Linked DNA regions of Mus musculus: region 1 is linked to region 2. Evidence: chromatin contacts called from public Hi-C data. All regions are on one chromosome and are shown on one strand. The core of a region is the stretch at or near the end of the contact, and the rest is flanking DNA. Distances in the headings are between cores, read along the strand shown.

Evidence for each region. A called contact is a pair of places that touch in the nucleus more often than the background predicts.
Region 1: a Hi-C map of forebrain shows a contact between it and region 2, with 4 times the contacts expected there. The contact joins two enhancer-like sites. A contact is called at or near these places in 7 of 484 Hi-C or Micro-C datasets (the G1E-ER4 cell line, the HPC-7 cell line, cerebral cortex and 3 more) and 1 of 115 datasets of contacts at active chromatin or transcription factors (embryonic stem cells).

What each region holds. Positions count from the first base shown.
Region 1 is chr15:52,157,361-52,164,709 of GRCm38.p6, reverse strand. No RefSeq gene overlaps it. Among named protein-coding and RNA genes, the nearest start is that of Aard, 120 kb to the right of the region's middle. Within about 2 kb of position 3,764, at least 72 of the 459 cell types and tissues checked have an H3K27ac peak or open chromatin away from gene starts, as enhancers often do. A contact at or near this core is called in cerebral cortex, forebrain and uterus, where this site is marked.
Region 2 is chr15:51,828,763-51,835,666 of GRCm38.p6, reverse strand. All of the region lies in intron 2 of Eif3h (eukaryotic translation initiation factor 3, subunit H), which reads left to right. Among named protein-coding and RNA genes, the nearest start is that of Eif3h, 33 kb to the left of the region's middle. Within about 2 kb of position 1,381, at least 35 of the 459 cell types and tissues checked have an H3K27ac peak or open chromatin away from gene starts, as enhancers often do. A contact at or near this core is called in cerebral cortex, forebrain and uterus, where this site is marked.

The sequences.
Region 1 (7,349 bases), core at 2,515-5,014, 330 kb before region 2:
GGAAAGATGGCTCAGTGGTTAAGAGCACTGACTGCTCTTCCGAGGGTCCTGAGTTCAAATCCCAGCAACCAAATGGTGGCTCATAACTATCCATAATGTAATGAGATCTGATGCCCTCTTCTGGTGCATCTGAAGACAGCTACAGTGTACTTACATATAATAAATAAATCTTTAAAAAAAAAAAAGAGTTGCCTTGGTCATGGTGTTTGTACACAGCAGTAAAACCCTAATTAAGACAGTGACCATTCTTGAAAGAAACTGATCCAAGGTCCACAAAGCTCTGCAGCGTGAGTAACCACCCTCGGGTCCTGGCCTCTATACATCTCAGTTGTTACAGTGTTAGAATTCCCTAGGTTAGCCAGCCAGCATGAGGGACTTGGAAGTCGCTATCTGTCAACCTGAAACTGCACCAAACAATAGTAGTCTTTAGAAATGTTTCCAGTTCCTGAACCCCTGAACCAGATTGGACCGAAAGAAAGAAAGAAAGAAAGAGAGAGAGAGAGAGAGAGAGAGAGAGAGAGAGAGAGAGAGAGAGAGAACAGTGTTTTTATTTACTTCTCTTCCCCTCTTGAGAGGAATTGGGAATAAATTTTGAGCTTTTAAACCAGGACCTGCCCTTCAAGCAGGTATCTCTTCTCTACTTGAGCCTTGGCTTTCTAAGCTATCAAAACAGACAAACAAAAATTAAAAGCCTAAAATAGCACTTTCTCATGATGATGTCATGATCATCATCAGGACAAAATAATGCAAAACTATGGGTGAGTACATGTGTCCTTCTACCTGAATCTAGCATCCTATGGTATCCAAAGTTTGGGGGTTTTGAGGGTTTTTTTTTAGCTGTTTTTTTTTTCCATGTGAAATATCTTCTCTTGAGAATAGGTTCAAGTATAACCATCCCTGTTAAAAAAGAAAAACATCCAGACATGTGATGCAGAAGGGAGGCCAGAAGTTGCATGTTTGTGTGTGTGTGCGCGCGTGTGTGTGTGTGTGTGTGTGTGTGTGTGTGTGTGTGTATGTGTTGTGTTGTGTGTGTAAGTAAATTTTATCCCTCACATACTGAGGCCAAATCCCTATTTTTTTTCAGTCATGCTGATCTCATCAGACATTCTCAAGCCATTAACACCACACTGTGCTCCGAGACCTACATACAGCAGTCCCTCCAGTCAAAGCCACCTTCCATCTGACCAATATTTTTGCTATTGCTGCTCCTTCCGTTCGTGGCTAGCTTTCCTGAAGTGGTCCCCAGTTCCTATCTTGGTGGCACATTTCCTGCTAGTGCTACGAGCCACTGGTTCTTCTTGATGAAATGCTTCACAATGGTGAAAAGTAAACGGGAGAGAGCAGAGCTCGGAGAAGCATAAGCTTTGCAGCCAGCATAATGATGCCCCAGAGTCATCAGGCAGATCTGAGATGCCCCGTGTTCAGTCACCTCCACCAAGCAGTTCCTGCGCAGAACCCCTCAAAGTGATGCGCACACTGCTTCCTTGGCCCTTCATCTATTGCTAAGTACTACGCCCTGGGTTTCTAGATATGTTTACAGTTTGTGTATCCCCTCCAAAGAGAGCCTGTCCTCTCACAATTCTTGATGTCTGAGTGTCATGTAGGTGACCTGCATTCCTACTTTCTACTTACCCATAATAATGAGCCCAACACAAGCAAGTGCTCCGTAGACGAGCTGGCAGCCAAGACCAAATGGCCTGGCTCAAAAGTAAATACATTGGCAAGCTTGGCCTATGAAGTTCTTCTTTCTGGAATATATATTTAGAAAGGGGGACAATGCGATATTTAACAATGAACAAGAAAGTCAAAAGAAGCTAACGTCCATTTTGCTGCTGTGGCAAGCAGCAAAGTCTTAGCCAGGCATAATTTATGAACAGACAGAAAGTATGTGGAGTGGAGCTTAAGAAAGACTGGTGCAGAAAGAGGAGAGCAAAGCAGACAAACAGGAAAGAGAAAGACCTTGAGGAGAGGACATGGCTGTCTGTCAGTTCCACAGCCTTCTGGACTGATTCCACTTCTGTCGGGAGATCTTTACAATAGTCTTTTCCAAGGAGACGACTTGGCTAGAACAACCCTTTGTTCTGATTAAGCACTAGATAAATGTTACTCTCTTTCCTGATTTATTGATACAGTCAACTATTCGTCTCATCAAACATTCTGACACGCATACTTTAATGCACTGATTCAGTTAAAAAATTCTTGCCCACCTACCATGGGCTAAGCCTTTGCTGCATGCCTTGTTTGTACTGAGCACTGAACTGGAAGCTTCCTAAATTGTGTTTGTGTTTTTCTGGGCACTGGACAGGAAGATGAGAAGAACATAAGAGTGGCCTAAAGGTGACATGGATGTTTAGGAAAATAGAAGAATGTTCATCAAATGGCTAAGAGAGGTCTCCCCATCCCTTAATTCTTCTTTACGCCAGACAACTCCAGCACCCACAATAGAAACACATATAACGTCTGAATTTTTCCTTTGTTTATTCCCCTGTCGATCTGCCCCGCCTTAAGAGAAGATTCAGAGTAGGGCTTTCACAGCAATGTCCCCTGATCCTGCCCTGTGGTTGAGGAATGTGTTTCACTCCATCCCCTGCCCAGTCCCTCAGCCTTTCATATGCCACCACCTGTCACGAGGATGTCACAGCACAACAAAGGACAGCTTTAATTCTAAGGATTATTTTCCTCTGTCGGCTTTAAAAAGGTAGAGGGAAAGCATGCCTGTATTCCCACCTTACAAAAGAGTAAAGTATTGCAGTGACTAGATGGGGGGAGATCGCGGGGCCACCGGGTGTCTGGAAAGGTCTGTAAGATCAGGTTCGCTTTCATGTCCAAATGGGAACCGAGCAGATGGCTCCTCTCAGGGCTGTTTACTCACGCTACAGCTCTGTTTGAAAAGACCTGCTGCTGAGAGCAGAGGCTGGGGCACAGGAGGACGCTGCAGTCACTCTGAGTCAGCCATCTAGGTCAGGGGCTCCAGAGCCACGCTTCAGAGTGGGCGTGGGAGTTGGCAGGCCACGTTAAGCATCTCCAGAGCCTCACAGGCGCTGCCTGCTTCGCCGCAGTGAGATAGAGACCCAGCAGCTGTGGAACATCAAAGCTCCCATCTTTAGGCTACAAACAATATTAGCTAAGCCTGGTTAAGGTTTGTAATTTCCAGTAACAGGGCAGGGGTGGGACAAGTAATTGGCAGCCAGGGCCTCTAATCAATATCAGATTGGCAGTAAATTAGTTGTTTAATTAAATAAAGGTAATTTGTTGAATTGCCAATTATCTTCCCAATATGAGAGACCTCAATTCAATAAAACAAGAGTCTGGTGAGGAGACAAAACTACTCTACAGGCTCTATAACAGCATTTCACCATGAAATCTCCCTTCAGGAGGAGGCTTGAGCCTATAGATACACCAGGACCTTTCACAAGGTTAATGATCCAGACTGCCACCTTCCAACACGATTGCAAAGGTCAAACTGTGGTTCCCTCGGAGCTGAGCTGGCTCCTAGTTAGATTGCCAAAGGATTAAACCTTGTTCCTTCAAACAAGAGGCAACTGAATACTGAGGACTGCGTGCTGTCAGGAGGAAAATTAATTCCTGGGAGACAAGAAGTGTTAAACTCCCTGTTTAACTTAGTAATTATTTAATAACAATAGGCATAACAATAATAATAAATAGTAATTTGATGCATCTTTCTGAAACCCAAGAGCCTTGAGCCGGCAGGCAGAAACAGCAGCTGGGCCTGGCGTGCCAGCAGCCGTCCCAACACTAGATGGCAGCTCGAGCCTGCGTTTGGATCTGTGTCTCCTCTGCAGCTCTCCAATACTTCCCCCAACCGCCCAAGAGATTTTTAGTCCTCTGAATTTTAACCAATTGTGCTTCATCTTTTGTCTCCAGAAGGACAGAAATAGGCTTCCTCTTTCCCTCTAATTGATTTTAAGTTTCCCTTTGTTCAAGCTCTGCTAAAACGAGGAACGAGCCCTATTTTTCAAGGGCTGGCCTGCTTGCGACTTCTATTAAGTGGGCCAAATAATTATACCCCAAAGAGAAACCTGTTCTCTGGAAAGCACTCCGCATTTGCTCCCAGAGCAATGTTTGCTCGACTCCTTGCTGTGGGCACGCGGCAGGGGAGTCGCCGTCCCTGAGGAAGTTTGGGTCTTCTCTTTCAAACCAAATTGCTGGCTTATTGAACATATCATCTGCTCTAAATGCCCTCTCAGACTGGTTAGTTTATCAAAAAGGGTGCTAAGTTTGCCTTTTGGTTCCCAAGTCCCTTTACTGGATGGCTTTTCCCATACTCCTTTTCAAATAACAGCATCGCTACTAAGCACAAACAGCTTCACAGCCCAGTGCAGTCCTGACTTTCCTTCCATACTGAGTCCCTATTGTTTATGGCAACAGTCCAGAAAGCAGGCATAAGCCCTTGGCCATGGCTGCCGCACCCAGTGCTTTGACTGAGCTATTATTACCTTCTGCTTCAAGCACTAGCCTGCATCTCTTCAGGTTGGTGATGACGCTACTCCCCTCAGTTTCCAATTTGAGTCCCTCCCTTTGCTAACTGTCAAGTCCATTTAGCTGGCATTCTCCATCCAGGACTTTCCTGTGTCAGAGCATTTATGAGTCAATAACCTCTAAAGAATAGAAGCTCCCTGAAGGCCGTGTCCCCATCACAGATTGCTCTACTGCCTAGGAGTATAAAGCTGACTAATCTATATGTATTAAATTAAATAAGTACAGAATGAAAAATTTGTAAACTTGCCTCACAACCATGAATTCTCTCTAACATGTATCGAAACATAGTTGAAAAAAATCGAAAGCCGTTGAAAACCTCTGAGTGGCTTACGGGAATCTATCACACCGTGTCATCATTGGTAGTTTTCTGTAAGGGGAAATGGGCATGATAGATTACAGAATCCTGTTCAAGTACCCCCTGCTTAGCAGTGAAGGTATTGTAAACACACTGGTCATTGTTTAACATATCATCTCTATCGACCAATTAGAGTTCTTGCGCTGCCAAGAGTGCCCTCTCTTCTGTTGTCTGTCACTCTCCCCTCACTTTTGTGACTCTATGATTACCTGGCTTTGGCTGACCTCCTTGAGTTCTCTCTGCTCATTCAGTGGCCACTGGGCCTCAGAAATCCACCTAAGTCTTTGTTGGGAAGCCTTCCTTAGATACTGAAGACCCTCCCGATGCCCACTTCTGAATTCTAGTAGCCCTGAACTCCTCCTTATTCGTGACTTTTAAAATCAAGATCCAAACTATGCAAGATGATGGCCTTGCTAGGAACTAGAGTGCACATTCTATACTAACTGGAAATAGAGCATGCATGCGTTCCTTATTCTAATTAGTTCCTTCCTATACAACCTAGCTTCCACAGCTGAAAGCTAGCTACCTAAGGAATGCTTTATGCTATCCATCTTTTATATTTTACAAAGTTTCTAACATGATCCTAGATAATTCAACAACACTCTCCAAACTGGTTCATATAAAGTAGGTTATCCTATGAAATGACTCATCCATAACCCAAAATCAATACCAAAATAATCTATTATCATCCTATTCCAAGTCTTAGAAGTACCAGGAGCAGAACAGAGGAAGAACAAGACTCTAAGAGAGCCCATGTCTGGTGCCAGGAAGATTGTGGGATGACACTTCAATAGACACCCAGTACTTCCCTAGAGACTGCAGCCCAAAGGTAGGACTGCAAAAGGAGGTCATGACAAATCATGACAGTGGCCAGCTCCACCAGGACAGCCTCTGAGATCACAGTTTGTGTGTGTGTGTGTGTGTGTGTGTGTGTGTGTGTGTGTGTGTGTGTGTGTAGGATTCTGTGGCTGACTCGTTTTTAATTGATTAATCTACTCACTTTACAGCCCAATGTCTCACCCTCCTTCCTCCCAGTACCCTCCTACTCTGAGAAGGGGGAGGTCCCTCCTGGTATCACCTGCCACCCAGACTCATCAAGTCACTGCATCCACTCCCATTGAGATGGGACTAAGAAGACCAGTTAGGGGAACAGCATCATTCCCTCCCCGCACACACTCCAGTTGTTGAAGGATCCACATGAAGGCCAAGCTGCACCTCTGCTACATATGTGCAGAGGACCTACATCCAGCCCCTGTTCTCACTTAGGTTGGTGGTTCAGTCTCTTCCTAGAGACTCCAGGTTAGTTGATTCTGTTGATCTTCCTGTGGAGTCCCTATCCTCTTCCAGTCCCTCAATCCTTCCCCCAACTCATCTACAAGACTCCCTGAGCTCCATCTGTTTGGCGGTGGGTCTCCACATTGTTTCCATTGGCTGTTGTGTACAGCCTCTCAGAGGACAGTTATGCTAGACTCTTGTTTTCAAGCATAACAGAGGATCATTAATAATATCGGGGACTGGTTCTTACCCATGGGATGAGCCCCAATTTGGGGACAGTCAATGGTTGGCCATTCCCTGTCTCTGCTCTATCTTTATCCCTGCACATCTTATAGGCAGGAGTATGTCTGACTCTCTCTCTCTCTCTCTCTCTCTCTCTCTCTCTCTCTCTCTCTCATACACACACACACACACACACACACACACACACACACATTCATGCAAACTCCTGTGCACACACAGAGTAAGATACAGAGCTAGGGGAAGATGGAAGGGTGTGCCACCCAGTCTGATTTAGGCCTTACCCAAGTAATTTTGCCTGTAGTGGGACAGTCGCTTGATCATGCTCCATTTCCTGACCGTCCACCCAGTGGATGATATAAAGCGCTTCTGCATAGCTCACAAATTAAAAACCCGAAGGTTTCTGTGCTTTTCAAAACAAAGCAAGCAAAGCTGAAAGCTGACTGATACGGCTCATACATTTATTGGCATTAGGACATTGCTGTTTTATTGCTGGTATCTGGAAGACATCATTTTTCATGAAGACACCATAATTGTCTTTGAATGTAATAAAGGTGAAATTTGTTCTCATGGAAATTAAAGAGGACATTGCAATGCTTCACTCAAAAGGGAACTAAAGGATACAGATGATAAAATGTACTGGCTTTAAATTTCTGTCCATAAACCAGGAGTGAAAGTACAGAGAATTAGGCTAGAGATGAAGAGTGTAATAACCTGAAATTAGTTTAGGCATCTCTCTAATCTCATTTTCTCATAGTGTAGAGCTATTCATTGGGAAATCTGTTTTCCTTCACTGGCCAATATTTTAGCTATCTGTGGCTGAAATGAAAATACTAAGGGGGAGGGGTTGGTGAAGACACTAACTGAAATAGATCTTATTATAGATGGCAAAAGCAACTCACTTCTCCCTAAAACACAGGAGATTTAAAACATAAAGAAACCAACACGTAATGTGTTTTGGCTTAAAATACTTCAGCCC
Region 2 (6,904 bases), core at 132-2,631:
TGAGTTGTTTTGGTGTTTGTTGTTTGAGACAGGGCCTCGTGTAGCCAAGGCTGCCTAGAAACCTTACTGTAGCTAAGGGTCTTCTCAAACTCATTCTCCTCCTGCCTCCTTCCTCGGCGCGAGGGCTGCAGACAGGAGATGGACCACCACCTATATTTACATAGTTTTAAAGTGTATTACTAAAGTTCCTCGTATTGTGAATTATTTCTCCTTAAAATGTTTTATTTTGATTTATCATATTTCTATCAACTCAACTCGAGCTCAGTTCTACCTTCAAAACAGTAGAAATTTGGTACTAGAACAGTGTGAAGGATTAGGTGAAGAACAGTGAGGCGATGCCTTGATTTTCCTCTGGTGCTTCAGTAAGGAAAGGGATGGTAAGGAGAGGACACGGCATACTCAGACCTTAGTGTGTCTAGGTGCTTCCTATTGCTTCACAGATTCTGGGTGTGAGCGGCAAGCCAGACTGCTCTTTCTTCAGAGTCACCCATGTGTTTCTTTTCAGATTGTCTCCTACAGGGCGTTGACTAGAAAAAACACTAGTAGCTAATTATGGGAACTGTACAGGCAGACTTAATAGTTCTCACTTGGGAACTATACATTTCCATTGAGAGACATGGAAAAGGAGGTCTAGACTGAGCTTCTCTGTGGTTCTGGTTTCCCCTGCTAGTTTGCACATTTGTGATATGGATCATATGGTAAGTAGGGAATTGAGGAAAGAAGCACAAGGTTAAATTAGTGGCGCATCTAGAGATGGGAGCTCCAGCTAACATGCCTGTGCACGGAGATCCAGTTGAAGAGAACTGGACTGATCCTGCTAGTTTGTCAGAGACGCTGTCAGTGAGTGGTGCAGACCTGAAATCAGCTTACAGTATTCACTTAAAGCATTGCCATAGCTGAAGTCTGTGGTTGTTGAATTTAACCTAGATTTCAGAAAATGTAAGTTTATGTGTGTGTGTGTACCATACTCGTTAAAGATCCAGAGCAGCTCTAAGCTTTACATGAACCATAAAGTAGTGGTGGTTGAATCAAGTCAGCTCAGGCATTCTGAGCACAGTCTCTGGAAGTCAACACAGCCTCTAGTATTGCTACCCAGAATGGAGAAACTAACTGAAGTATAGATTAAGCCGAGTAGAACAAGTTCTTATTAAATGCCACTGACTGCATCTGCAAATAGCTCGAATAGATGGTTTTATTTAACGGAAGAAGTCGGTGCCTGACTGATGGCACAGGCTTTCTCGAATCCATTGCTTTGCAGATGACTTAAACAGACAGTACTGATAAAGCCTGTCATGTGAATTTCCTTCTTTACTGAGTACACAGTATGGTTAAGTGATATGTTGTGCAATGCTTCCAATCTGCTGCCTCTGCCATCTGGGCAAACAGAATGAAAGAAAAGAAACGGATCCCTCTGCTGTAAGGAGGCTGTGTGAACACTGGGTGCCACTCGTGGCACACTGAGCTGTGGCAACTGTCTTTGTGACTAGTGTAGGTAGCTGTGTGTAAAATGGAGGCCTGTAACATGCCCAACTCTCACCTTCCCTTTGGATGGCCTGGAACCCGTGGTTGGGACAGAGCAGAGCCACGTGGAAAACCTTCACGCCCAGAGGAGAAGGTACACAAGGGCGCATTACTGCACTGTTTTCAGCCAGTCCTTCACCCTAGTCTAGTGCCAAGTCTTCCGAATGGTTTGTTTTTACCAATGTTTCAGGGGGTGGGGTTGAGCTGGTGAAAGAAGGCAGATAAATTAAAATAATTTCCTCCTTTTTAAAATCCAGTGCTGCTCTAAGTCCTTGAATCAAATGTTGAGGTGGATGTAATAACTATTGGCACTTCAACATCACCGTCGTGAAATCTTTCTGGAACCAAATTATGCTCCCTAAATTCCCTAAGACATTTAGTTCCCATTTTAAAAGGCAGCAGTACCTATAGCTGGGAACATTGCCTCCGACCTTTCAAGTTGTACCGCCGGGGACCTTTGAAGGATGAAGTATTTGGAGCAATAATACACTTTTGTCGGGGCGACGTTCTCATTTGAATCTTAGGGCTGTAAAGCAGGTTTGTGTGCTTATGCTTTTCATGTCGCTGCTGCTTGTTATCATAAAATGTGTGAGCCCTTACTCTACTCTACTAACCATGGTCATCTGGTTGCCTCCCTAGGACGTAGCAGAGCCTTGAATGGATGCTAATAGTACAAAGCCACTGTGGTTTCTGAGGCTTGCCAATCATGGCTCCAGTTCTGAAACATTCAAAATAAAACCCACTCTTTCTTTTTACTTTGACTTTTTACTTTTTTTATTTTCTTTTTGAAAAAAGAGTTGTCTTATCAGAAAACATGGTAATTTCAGCAGATCATTAATGGGAAGGAATTAATAACAGAAAGTGGTTGTTGACCCCAGGAAGTAGGTTAAATAGTGCAGCGTGGTAATAAGGACCACATATGATAAGGCGAAGGCACCTGGGTTTTATTAGGCTGCTTGATACTTTGATCACAATATTATTTCAAGGCTTGTCTATTTAAATTGCTAAGGTTTCTTGTCATCATGATTTAGATCACAATTTCTTTCATTGCAAAGAGATTTTCTTTTCTTTTTCTTTAAAAGAAAGATTCTGGCCAAGCCAAAATTTGGAGGAGGTGCAAGTTCAACAGCTAGAATAATCTTAGAACAAGAAAACCATTGCATAGAGACTTGAAAGCCACCGGATACCAGGTCCATCTGACTTCTCCATAGCTTTTGCCTAGACCATAATTACACTTCATATGGTAGGGAATGCTATAAGGATGACTGGAATAATTCAATTAATTATTGTTTGATATAAATATACACATTTGAAACATATTTCATGTTTCGAGACGGCACTGAGGTTCTCAGCTTTCCCTCCCAACTGCTAAGTGGTTTGATGAACATCTTCAAGAACGTATGGAATTATTTTTAACTGCTTCAGCCATAATGACTGAATTATACTAATCACAGAAGTTAACTTGCTTGATAAATTGTCTTGCCTTTGAACCTGAAATCTTTAAACTTCAGTTAGCTTAATGCCAGTAAATGAAATTTTTACTCATCAGGACCATCAGCGTTTCCTTCCACTGATTTTCTTTATCATAGAAGTAGTCTTTCACTGCTATTTAATGGTTGTTTGTTATGTGTTACAGCAAATGCCTTAGCTTGAAAAAACATTTATTTTCAGTAGTGAAGAAAGGAACGGGAAGGGTTAATAATTTAAGATACTATTATTAGCTTAGTAGTAACGATGGTCATTCAGCAGTGTTTAACATTTATATGTGATATGCTTTGTACATTTATTCACATTCCCACTAATTATCATTGTTTTGATATTTGAGTACCCTGTTATAACTGCTATAATTTTACTTCAGTGTTTCCATTTCCCTGTGTAACTTAAGCCTTGTTAAAAGCATATAAGAATTTAAGTCCCCTTTGATTTGCCCTTGGTAGTAAAAGGAATATGTGGACTTGACATTCAGTATTATTTTTTATTTTCCCTAATCAGAAAAAAAAGAGGAAAAAGTAAAATTAAGCAAAAGACTTGAGTATTGGAAAGGTTGCTTACCAAGAGCTATGATTCTTGTCTTGAAAGTAGGGTCCTATTTTAACTTGTCATGTACAACTTGTTGAATCAGGAAAGATGAACTTGAACAAAAGATGGAGGCATAGATTAGGGACATATATTCGATACAAGCATAGAATGAGAAGATCTGTCAGGGAAAGCAGAGATTTATTTACCTTGGAAATGGGCTGAAAAAATAGTAAGTAGAGCCAGCTTCTGGGATGCTTGAAAATGCAGTAGTCAGTCGGTATCTAGCATTTTGTGGCTTGGGGAGGGCCACCAGAAGGAAAGGAGAGCTTGAAAGAAATAGTTAGTAACCGTAGGTGGACAGGAGGAGTTGGGAGAGCAGAGAAGGTGGACTAGAGGTTTGCTACCAAGTAACTCCAGTGTCCAGAGTTAAGTTTTTGTTCATTAGCCCCTTTTAAAATATTTCATATAATATACTGGTTCAGTGATAAGTGGTATGTGCTAAGGTCAGATATGTAATACATGTAAGCTGTTGGTGACAGGCCAGGAGGTTCACACATTTCATAGTAACTGTCATCCTTACTGAAATGAGGTATTTAAATTCAGTAACTGTAGAGAGTTGTTTAGGTTATTTAAAATACATAGAGAGTGTGAACTAGTCAGTGTGGTGTGGATGTGAGGTGATATTTTTAAGGCTATCTTCTAGGAAGATGATTATTAAACTTCAAGCAGAGCTCAGACCTACTAAATATACAAGGATGGTGCTATTCCTCAGTTGTGTCACCTCAAATGCAGTTTAAACGACTTGGTAACCTGACTGATCCATTGAATGGGTATTTTAGTAGTGCCATCCATCTTTAAACCTTTACGGTGTTGGGGGAGTCCACAGCCAAGGGGAAGGGGAAACATAAAATTTATAAGATTGCCTAAATAATACTTGAAATGCTTTCCTTAAAAAATCCCTTAAAGTGGATGTTTTTCCATGGATAATTGAAACTTCTCAGACTAATGTCTTTCACTTAAAAAATAGGAAAGGAAATTAGAATCACTCTTAATTTCCCTTTCATGCAGCTATTCTTCATTATTTGTTTAGCTATTGATTCCAGCGATCTCCTCTTATCTGTTGATTAATCCTATTCTACATATGGAACAAACCAGCAGCGGTGTTCACTAACAGCAAATACCGAGGCTTTAGCAGTAGAATAGTTTTACCGCTATTAGGAACTAACTATAACAGATCTTCTCCTCCAGTTTTAAAACTGGATAGATGATTGAAGAGTAAAAGCCCCGGCCCTAGAGGTTAGCTCTCGGGTGTAGCCATCTTTGTTGTCTTGTTCACTACCATTATTGATAATGCTAGCGCTCTAAGAATACTGGTCATCGTTACCACTTTCTTAGTGTTTGGCAGGTACCAAATATTCTATTGAGCACTTAGCAAGTATCAGTTTAATCCAGAACACTTACGTGAAACTTGGTTCCTGCTATTTTAGTCCATTTGTAGAGAGGGGTAAGATTGAATTAGGAAAAATGAAGATAAATAACCAGGGCAGAAGGCAGTCCAGCTTGACCCTGAGTTTGAACTGTGTAGGACCAGACGCACTCTGGATCTTGAAGGTGTGTGTTCTCTTCTGTGAATGTTTGCATAGTCACATTAAGTAGCCCTACTCTAAAAATTCAAAACCTGTAGTGTTCCTAAAGCATTTGGTCTCTGATAAGACCCTCTTACGGGTAGTGTTTGACCTATATGCATTTGAGCCCTGAGCTTGGTCCCTAGTGCAACTGCCACAACCTGGGTGTGGGTGGGGGTGGGGGTGGTGGGGTGGGGTCACATTTGTAGTATCTCTAATGCTGGACTCCCAGGTGAGATGCTCTCAGTAAGTGTTGTGATGAAATGACAGGCCTGAGACATACTTGAGTAAAGGTCCTTTCAGCAGGAGGGCGGTGTGTTTGCTCCACCTGGCATTTCATGAGCAGGGTCTTGCAGACAGGTGGTTCCTGTTCTTACCTCAGCTTTCCCCTCACTCTGCCAGCTGTACCGAAGCGTTTGTTTACCCTACAAGTCCAGAGTCTAACTTGTTCCTAGACAGTGATTACCTTAGCCCCTCTGCACCTCCAGTTAATTAACTCCTGCTTCTGTGTCAGGACTCAGTTTAGATATTTTCCCTAGACCCCACACACATAGCCTCGCGGCAAGCCCGGACTACATACATGTTCACAGATCAAACGCTTACCCCACAGTGGTGCTTACCCCATTACAATTATTGAATACCTTTATTCTGAAATTGGATTTACAGAGGTTGCAAAGATAGTACTCTTGGCACACCCTTTAGTCAGCACATGGAGATGTTCTTTATTTCTGACTCCTCTGGTTTGAGGATGGAGGTGTTGAGATACACTAAATAGCACAGGCTGGCTTTGAACTTGATATTCTTGCCTGAATCTCCAAGAGTGCTAGAGTTGCAGGTAGAAATGACCCATAGTAGTGACTACATCTAAAGGTCCACAGAGGGTCATGCTCCTGTAATGACCCAGTTATCATTGGGTTCCTGGCGGCATGCTCAGCAAATTAACATGTTCAAATTAACAAATTAACATGGAATTAACATGTTCCCACTCAAGTAAGAAATTATTGGTATATGACCAGAAACTAAACTATAGCTTTTATATATATATATATATATATATATATATGTGTGTGTGTGTGTGTGTGTGTGTGTGTATATGTGTGTATATATATATATATATATTTCTCTGAATTTTCTCCCTCAAGTCTTCTCTGTCCTTTAGCTGTTACAGGGTTCTAAGATACTGTGTTGTTGTATTTAGTCATTATATTTCTTGTGTGCTCCAGTCTGTGTTTTCTTCCCTTTCCTGAACTTTTTGAGGAATACTTGTCGGCTCTGAGGTATGTTTGCCAATTTGGGTTTGTCGTCTTCCTCGTGGCTAGTGTTGATATGGATTTGGGGTTGTCGTCTTCCTGGTGGCTGGTGTTGATAAGGAGTTTGGGTTGTTGTCTTCCTCGTGGTTGGTGTTGATATGGAGTTTGGGTTGTCTTCCTGGTGGCTGGTGTTGATATGGAGTTTGGGTTGTCGTCTTCCTCGTGGTTGGTGTTGATATGGAGTTTGGGTTGTCTTCCTGGTGGCTGGTGTTGATAAGGATTTGGGTTGTCGTCTTCCTGGTGGCTGGTGTTGATATGGAGTTTGGGTTGTCGTCTTCCTCGTGGCTAGTGTTGATATGGATTTGGGGTTGTCGTCTTCCTCGTGGCTGGTGTTGAGATGGATTTGGTGCAGAAAGTGATCAAGTGCTTTTCCTTGTTGCTCATGTCCCGGGTGGTGCTTCTCAGCACAGAGTGACAGTTAGGTCACTT